Regions from separate parts of the Mus musculus genome. Here regions 2 and 3 are each linked to region 1. The links are chromatin contacts, called in public Micro-C maps. All regions are on one chromosome and are shown on one strand. The core of a region is the stretch at or near the end of the contact, and the rest is flanking DNA. Distances in the headings are between cores, read along the strand shown.

Evidence for each region. Hi-C and Micro-C count contacts between places; a contact is called where the count stands out from the background.
Region 2: a Micro-C map of the G1E-ER4 cell line shows a contact between it and region 1, with 5 times the contacts expected there. The contact joins two enhancer-like sites. A contact is called at or near these places in 19 of 484 Hi-C or Micro-C datasets (the G1E-ER4 cell line, the HPC-7 cell line, bone marrow-derived macrophages and 11 more), 7 of 115 datasets of contacts at active chromatin or transcription factors (CD8 T cells, the HPC-7 cell line, SST interneurons and 4 more) and 3 of 9 other capture datasets (adipose tissue, liver and pancreatic islet).
Region 3: a contact with region 1 is called in a Micro-C map of the G1E-ER4 cell line, with 3 times the contacts expected there. The contact joins two enhancer-like sites. A contact is called at or near these places in 5 of 484 Hi-C or Micro-C datasets (the G1E-ER4 cell line, the N1E-115 cell line, cortical neurons and 1 more), 5 of 115 datasets of contacts at active chromatin or transcription factors (Th17 cells, acute myeloid leukemia, effector CD8 T cells and 2 more) and 3 of 9 other capture datasets (adipose tissue, liver and pancreatic islet).

The regions. Positions count from the first base shown.
Region 1 is chr13:95,776,533-95,779,232 of GRCm38.p6, reverse strand. The region is part of intron 2 of Iqgap2 (IQ motif containing GTPase activating protein 2); the gene reads left to right. It overlaps Gm32702 (a long non-coding RNA gene), which reads right to left. Exons shown (of 3, transcript XR_382767.3): 3 at 1,273-2,700. Among named protein-coding and RNA genes, the nearest start is that of Gm32702, 14 kb to the right of the region's middle. Within about 2 kb of position 1,417, at least 37 of the 459 cell types and tissues checked have an H3K27ac peak or open chromatin away from gene starts, as enhancers often do. A contact at or near this core is called in the G1E-ER4 cell line, where this site is marked.
Region 2 is chr13:95,968,528-95,971,227 of GRCm38.p6, reverse strand. The region is part of intron 12 of Sv2c (synaptic vesicle glycoprotein 2c); the gene reads left to right. Among named protein-coding and RNA genes, the nearest start is that of Gm24032, 73 kb to the right of the region's middle. Within about 2 kb of position 1,412, at least 12 of the 459 cell types and tissues checked have an H3K27ac peak or open chromatin away from gene starts, as enhancers often do. A contact at or near this core is called in the G1E-ER4 cell line, where this site is marked.
Region 3 is chr13:95,562,453-95,565,152 of GRCm38.p6, reverse strand. No RefSeq gene overlaps it. Among named protein-coding and RNA genes, the nearest start is that of Gm32640, 15 kb to the right of the region's middle. Within about 2 kb of position 1,257, at least 37 of the 459 cell types and tissues checked have an H3K27ac peak or open chromatin away from gene starts, as enhancers often do. A contact at or near this core is called in the G1E-ER4 cell line, where this site is marked.

The DNA.
Region 1 (2,700 bases), core at 168-2,667:
CCATGAACCTGAAACTGTTGGGATGACCTAGTGGCCCTTTCCTTAGTCACCCTTCCTGCTGTCCTTCGGCACATGCTCTTAACATGTCTCCATTTCCCATCTGTAAAGAAAAGTGTGTGAGCACATGTGCCTGTCCAGGTAGTGTTCTGTGGCTTAAGAAATCTATGTCATGCGTATCTGTTGAGAAGAAGTAAGGTCCATGAATGTGTAGCTTGTGAATTAGCCCGGTTCGGCTCTTGCAGCTTATCCATAACCAGCATGAGGAAGTTGGGGGCGGGGAGGGGCATTGTGAAACCCAAGCTGAGCCCAGAACACCCTCGCAGCAGGATTTGTTATTGTACAGAGCTGGCTGCGCCATCCCTCAAGCCATGTTTCCTGAAACCTAAGAAGCCCGCGTAGAGTAGAGGTCTCTTATAACCAGCTCCTGTTCCCTCAAGCCTTCGTGTGACTGTCACATGGTCTCAGCCTTCTTCTGTGTGGTCACTAAATACCTTACTGAAGCTGAAGCCTGTGGGTGACACTGGGATTTACCTAAGGCTAGTCGGAGAAGCCTGGAGGTGATGGCAAACCTCCTACTCCGGCCGCTCTCAAAAGAGGGGCTCTTCTGCAGGCTTCTTCCCTGCAGAAACTCTTTTGGTCATTTCTCTATGCAATGGAGCTAGAAACCTTAGTGTCATGCATAAAGGTAATCCCCAGGGTGTGAGCACAGCACAGCACAATCTTTATCTTAGCCAGTTTCTTTGTGTGTGTGTGTGGGGGGCATTAATCCATCTGGGTTTTTTTTTCCTGGTCTGTCACTTTTCTCTTTTAAATTTGTTTATTTATACACAGAGACACACACATGGGCACACACACACACACAAACATACATACATACATACACACACACACACACACACACACACACACACGAGCGTGCGTGCACGTGTGTGCACATACACAGAATCAAAGCAGAGGTCTGAGGAGAGCTTATAGGAGTCATTCTCCTTCTGCCACATGGTTCCAGGAGTGGAGCTCATCCTGTCACTCTTGGCAGCAAGGACTTCCATCAGCTGAGCCATCTGGCTGGTCCTGACTTTTCTTTCTAACTAGGCATAGCATCCAGTTGTAGAGATGTCCTTTTGAACTTCTTATGACTTAGATGTTTATTTTCTGGTCACTTCTCTCAGAAGAAACCTGCTGCCTTTCCCCATGGGGTGGGGTGGAGAAGGTGCATATGGGCTTCCATTTCCTCTGTCTGTAAGAAGATGCCTCAAGAACAAATTTTCTTTCTGATGACTGCTTAATGCAGGCCAACGATGACATTGTAGATAAGGGACACAATACCTCATTGTCTGGAAAGTCTCCACATGGTGGAAGCTCTTGGTAAGAATCCATGGCAGTTAGCCACTAAGGTGTCAGGTCCTGGTTGAACTGTGCTAAAGAGACTTGTTTTGCCAGCTCCAGGCTGTGCCAGCCTTCCTCTCTGCTTTCATGACCTCTCAAAGCAGGTAGATGGTTAAAACAAACAAACAAATTACAACCACCACAACAACAAAAACCAACAACAACAAAAACTGACAGGAAAAAGCAGCCTATTAACTTACAGCAATATTAGATGATTTCCAAGGTGTGAGGCCTGTAGTCCCCCCAGGGCTCTTGCAGCCCAGCCCAGCTCAGAGTCTATACTCCCTGAGCCAAGATATATGGAGACTCCAGGGCAGAGACATGTGACAGAGAAGACACTCTCCAGGTGACTTTGGTCCCAGAAAGGTACTCTGGGTGGCAGGGCTGTCATTAATTATTAATCTCTATGTAAAATCAAGAAGTAGAAGCAGCTCACCCAGCAGTAAATGCTGCCCCCTGGTGAGCTGCTTCAGGTTGAGCTGCTTGGAGAGGCCTTGGGAAGGACGGGTAAGGAGAGCACGAATGGCTGGAGAGCAGGACCTGGCTGGCTTTGCTCTAGCTCAGATAAAAGGGGAACATTTTGCTTCTTTTTTATATCCTATGTGCAGGGTGGATAGCACCTTAATTAAGGGCTGTAACGGTTTATTTCCCATATCCACACATTTTTTTTTTGCATTTAAAAGGTCCAAAGGAAGGGCACACAGGGAAAAATCACGTCTTCATGCCCAGCTCACCTCATTAGTGAGCACACCTCCCAGTGTCTTTCATAGCCTACTAAGGAGAATGTTTGGATAGATATCTGTAACTATGGTGATAGATATTGAATGATGACCTCATACTGACGTAATGATGTGGTTGGCTCTCCATCTCTATGTGTCTTGTGCCTGTACATCCAACCACCCTTGGCTCAAGAATATTCCTGGGAAAGGATCCTCCAAACATAGATAGACTTTTCTTTTTAGAGTTCCCTAAGCCATGAACTATAAGCATGTATACTTACATCAGGTATTTAAAGTGTTCCAGAGGCAATTTAACATAAGGGAGAGGAGGCACCATGTAGATCCTTTTCATGTTTGCATATGCAAATATTTATATGTAAATATTTCATAGAAGTGAGTTGATCATCTATGGATTTGGGGATTCAGGAGTGTCCTGGAACTAATCCCTTATAGATACCAAGGGACAGTTGTGTATGAATGTGGCACATTCACATTACATAAAAGTCACCATGTAACCATAGTTATAGCCACACTACTATATGTAAAATCATATATAGTTAGGGTTCTACATGCACACATGCATAATGCATCATAT
Region 2 (2,700 bases), core at 163-2,662, 190 kb before region 1:
CAACAACAAACAAACAAAAAAATACCTTAAATCCCAAAAAACAACAAAACCCACATAAAAGCCAGAAGCTCATGGGTTATTGGGCTACACACCAGCATGAACGGTGCTTGACCTCAGATGAACTCCCAGCTTCATCTTCTCATCTTTGCTGCCCAGCATTCCTGGTTGCTCTCTTCTTCTTCACCCTGGCCCTGGCACACACTTTCTAGTCAGGTTTATCAGATTCAGTGATGAGACACAAAGGCTCTCATTATTGCCTGGGTTTCATGGGAATGTTTTATTTCGGCAGGAGCGAGGAACAGGGACCTGTAAAAAGTAACCGGAAGCCCCTTGATGGCAGAGGGACTTTTGGGATGACATGGACAGCCACTTGGAGTCTAGGGAGACTGCTCAGCCCAGCTTGTGGGGAACTCTTTCCACACCCTGAGGGGTGAGGAAGGCAGGTTGGTGGGGGTTCAGGCTGGCATCTAGCCTCCTTGAGGACGATGCTACTCTTCTCAGTAAGACAAATATTCCCCGTTAAAGATCAGAAAGCTGTGGAGGGGCAGGTACAGCTCATGAATGGCTTCCCTGACTCCCATATGCGAGGGTCTGGGTTCAGTCCCCAGTGCTCACACAGAGACAACAAGCAACTGCATTCTGTGTTCTGAATTGAGAATTCAGGCTTGCCATTTTCTCTGGTGGAAAAAAAAAAGCAAGATGGTATTTTAGAGTCAAATAAACAGACATCATCCAACTAATACCTAAGAAAAGGTCCAAAATGGCCCACATAAATGCTTCGAAAATCTACTTCTGACATACTTGGAAGCAGCCAGGAAGTTGCTCATTTACTGAGTACCCCAGGCATCCTTATGCCTCTGCGGAGGACTCAGGACTCGCGGTGAGCAGCTGCAAGGACTGCGCAGCCCCTGCAGATGTAGCCAGCCTTTGGGAGGCTAACTTCAGGCCAGCAGATGCCCCGGATTGCAGCAGGCAAGTGTCTGAGAGAATCGGTGTGGGCAGAAGCCTCAAGGAAGGAACCCTGAGGAGCCAGGAGAGAGGAGACGATCGTTAGGGAGAAGCTGATGGTCAGGGAGAAGCTGATGGTTAGGGAGAAGCTGATGGTTAGGGAGAAGCTGATGGTACTTGGTAAAATAACTAGATAGGACATGTGAAAAGCAGGCTGAACAGGAGCAGGAGCCATCTTGGTGGCTCGTGACTTGGAGTCTTCATGCTCTGAAACTGTGGCAGAATTGTTATTGGTTAGTCTGGGCTACACAGAGACTGTGTCTAAAACAAAACAAAGCACCACCTGAACCAACAGAACCGAAGGTGGAGGTGGGAAGGGTAGGGGTGGTTAGAGTACTGTATATGACTTGTTTCTTCTCAATACAAAAATAACAAACGCAACAATAAAAGCAAACAGAAACAGGAGCACAGCTGGGAGTGGTGGCACATGGCCCTTAATCCCAGCACTCGGAAGGCAGAGGCAGGCAGATCTATGAGTTCCTGACAGCCAGGGCTACACAGAGAAACCCTGTCTTGAAAACAAATGAACAAGCAAAACAAAAACAAACAAAAGAAGCAGGAGCACACTAGGAAGGGTAGCCTCCTCTCATCATTGTTCTCTTTCCTCCTCCCTCCTCCCTTCGCCCCCCTCCTCTCACCCATCTCATAGCCGCAGCATATCTTGCAGCTGCCAGTCACCACCAGGCAGCATCCTCACCATTTTTCCTGGCTGCTCCATCCTGCCCAACGTTCCCTAATGAACACAAAGTCTGTTATGTATTTGAGTGTTAATTGCAGTATCATAGATGTTAACCTAAGCTTGGAAGCCTCACTAGCCAAGGGTGCAGTTAGAGAAATGGTGGTTACATACTAAATGAAACAGTCAAACACAAACAACATGACACAAAGCCTTATGTGAGTGATTTAAGAAAAGAAAGCAAGAAAGAAAGAAAGAAAAGAAAAGAAAAGAAAAGAAAAGAAAAGAAAAGAAAAGAAAAGAAAAGAAAAGAAAAGAAAAAGAAAAATTGTATAAAAGCTCTGCTTGTGATAATTTGCATGACTGGAAACAGGCAGAAAGGATTCGGAGAGAAAATGATGTGTTGGCAGAGGGGAAATGCGTGTTTTCTTTTGTTATTTCCTCTGGTGTTTAACAGTACACCCAAGTCAACTTTTAAAAAGCACCCCTCCCTGGGAAGATAACAACGTCCTCACTCCTGGGCATACCTTGCAGTCCCTTAGGACTTCTGAAAAATACCAATGCCTAGACCCCTAGAGAGCAATAAAATCAGAACTGTGCATGTGTGCGGGGCCGTGGGTGTTAGGGAAAGAGGTGGGTGGGAGAGAACCGGGGTCCCGCCAGAGTTCCAGTGCTCTGGGCAGGCGGACTCGGGAGGACTGGCAGACGCTTTCCACACAGCCCTGGGTGGGCATCTGGCTGTGTAAAGCCACTGACACCACACGGCAGGTGGTGGACAAGGGACAGCCCCAGGTACCAGGTTCTCAGTCTCTAGCATCCCACATTGGATACAGAGGAGGAGTTGAGAACAGAATAGGGGCCCTGGGGCAGCACTCGCCCCAGAGATAAGGGAAGAAGGCAGGGGGAGAAGGGGCTTAAACGAGAGTCCTTGGTCCTGTCAGTGGCTGCAGCTCAGGAAGGCCTTCCGGTGTGAGGTCAGACGTGGCTTGTTAGGAGAAAGCCTACCCCATCATTCA
Region 3 (2,700 bases), core at 8-2,507, 210 kb after region 1:
AAAGGATACAGGGTATAAAAAGAAAAAGCATGGTGAGGAGCCCCCCATCTTAACAGACCAACTTTGGTGAGGCCAAGGAATGAACTCAGAGTCGCACACACGCCTAGAAAGTTCTTTGCCACGGAGTTCCCTAGAGGTGAACTTTGCTTTTAGCTCTCTGTTGTTTGTTTTGGTTTGGGTTTTTTGTTTTTTTGTTTGTTTTCTGACTTTCATTTGTTTTAAAGTAAGAAAGGCAGGCATAGTGGTTCATGCTCATCATCACATTACTTAGGAACTGAGGTAGGGAGATTCGCCTGTATCTGTCTGCGCCCATCCTGATCTACATAACGACAAAAGGAGACTCTGCCATCAAGCAAACAAGGTAACAACAACAAAAGTGACCATAGGAGGGGAAAGTTGAGAATCATTGATCTTAGCAGGGAAGGTTTTCACTCTTTCTCCTGCCTGGCTTTGCTCCACCGCGATCTAAACCAATGCAGAGACTGGAGGAGTTACATTGTTACTCCTCTGACACATCTTCTCAGTAGCATTCATTCACTCCAACAGTCCTGCTGTCTCTTATACCTAAGCAGCAGGACCAGGCTTCTAAACAGGGCTAAAAGTCTCAAGAACTCCCTGGTAGTTCTGCTCTGCTATCAGGACACGTTTCCTTTTAGTTCATAACTTCTCCCCTCTCGGGGCTCCAGTGGAGCAGAGCATAGCACCTTGTGGTCCGGGGTTTGATCCCTAGCACTCCAACCCCAAACGAGCCTCTGAGTTTCCACAAATATTTAGAACATCTTTTCTCAACCTCCCCCCCCAACTGTTTTTCTTTTTGTACCCACATCCATGGATCATGTAGATTTTTTAAAACCATCAGTGTGTAACAGCTGAATGGCAGGTGTGTCTCAACAAGGGTTCTGACATGCCAGGTGGTCTCTGAAGAAAGGTATGGTTAAGAGATGACTATCATCGTTTCCTTTAAGTACAGTAGTTAGTTTAGCTCCATTGATTATAGCTTTCTGCTTATTTGATTTCACAGCAGTTTTTAAAATCATTCCACAAGGATAGTGTACCTCTCGAGCTAGCTGTTCAATGGAAATAAAATTCAATGTTGCTTTCAAGTCCTTAGAGCATCTCATAGGGAAATAGTGGCATTGTGAAGTTCTGAGTGTACCCCAAAACCACAGGTGCCTATGTGGCCATGGCATTACACCTATAACTCTCCCCACCTCCCGGTATACCCAACTCTGCAGAACTCTGCACTGGCAAACAGCAAAACAGTCCTCTTCTGCCACCTACTGTCCTTTTCGAAAATTACACCTTCTTGGACACCGTTCCTGGGTGAGGCAAACCAAACCAACCAAACAAAACCTCTGGGCCTTAAATGGCATACATCAAAGTAGCTAAGTGGGTGAACAGGAACTATGATGTCCAAAACTTATATAACAGTTTTTTGGGTACTTAAATGAGTGCTTGATCAGATGGGTTATGCACATCATTAGTAATGTTCTTTCTACTGACACTTTAACCTCTATAGAACATCCTCATTTTCATGGAGACTGAAGTGTCCAGTGGTGAAATGTCACAGTTCTTCAGTGGCTCTCTGTCAGTTCCTGTTCTCCAGATCTCACTGTGGTCTGCCGTGTCATTTCGACTTCGTTACATATCTGAAATTTGTGCATAATTTTGAAGGAGAGCTAAGAATGTCAATAATGTGTTCTGCTCCAAGTTACCAGATGAGATAGCAAAAGAAGAAAATTTCATGAATGAAGGGCGACTCTCACAAATCCACAGAGGAAAGACTGACTCAATGGTGGAGCTGGAATTTCTCCTACAATCTACTCTCGTGTGCCAGAACTGTCAGCGTGTGGTTCAGAGGCAGTCTGCCAGTCTGGTGCAGCACATTCCATGGTGCTGTTTGCAGTTAGACAGCACCGAGTGACAGCTGAGACAGGGAGATGGATTTGACATATCCATGGCAACGCCTTGGAGGAGCACACGCCCCATGACTCTTCCCTCTGCTGCTGGCCAGCATCGGGTTCACAGAGTGAGCCTCTCTCCTGCATTGGATTGTCAGAACACCTCTTGGGAAGTCAAAATACAGAAACTCTAGGCTACATTTCCTTTTTCCCTGTTTGGGTGCCAGGCTCACAGGATACGGACATGCCGCTCAGGGGAGACAAAATGTAGCCTAAGATAGGGGCCTCAGCCCATGTTTCTCCGGGTGAGAAACTGTGTGGGCTGGGATGGAGGCTGTGGTTCTCAAACTCCTGGGCAATGCCACTGGGAATCGAGGAGCTGAGAATGGGGGCCTGTGGGCCTGAGATGAGCCCAGAACGGGGCAGGGGATATGGGGGAGCCATCCAGCTTAGTGCAGGGTGAGTGCCAGGAGTGCACAGAGGCTTAAGTTCTGCAGGAGACTTAGGCACAGCTCTGTATGAAGAAGGCCTCCCGCCATGGTCGTCTTTAATGAGAGAGACAGTCCTTGCTTGTCCAAACTGTTTATCCAGGGAAATGGGTGCATAGGACTTACTCAGGGTGGGCCAGAGATTAAATACCTTTTGCAGGAAGGAATGTCCCTGGAAGGGAAGTTTATTGGCTAAACCCTTGGCGCCCATCTAGATATCTCATTAGCATGGAGAACTCTGTGTTTCTATACTACTGTGACTAGTTATTATGGTCCTCTTAGTGGGGTGTTGTGGTCACATGCTCTAGGAC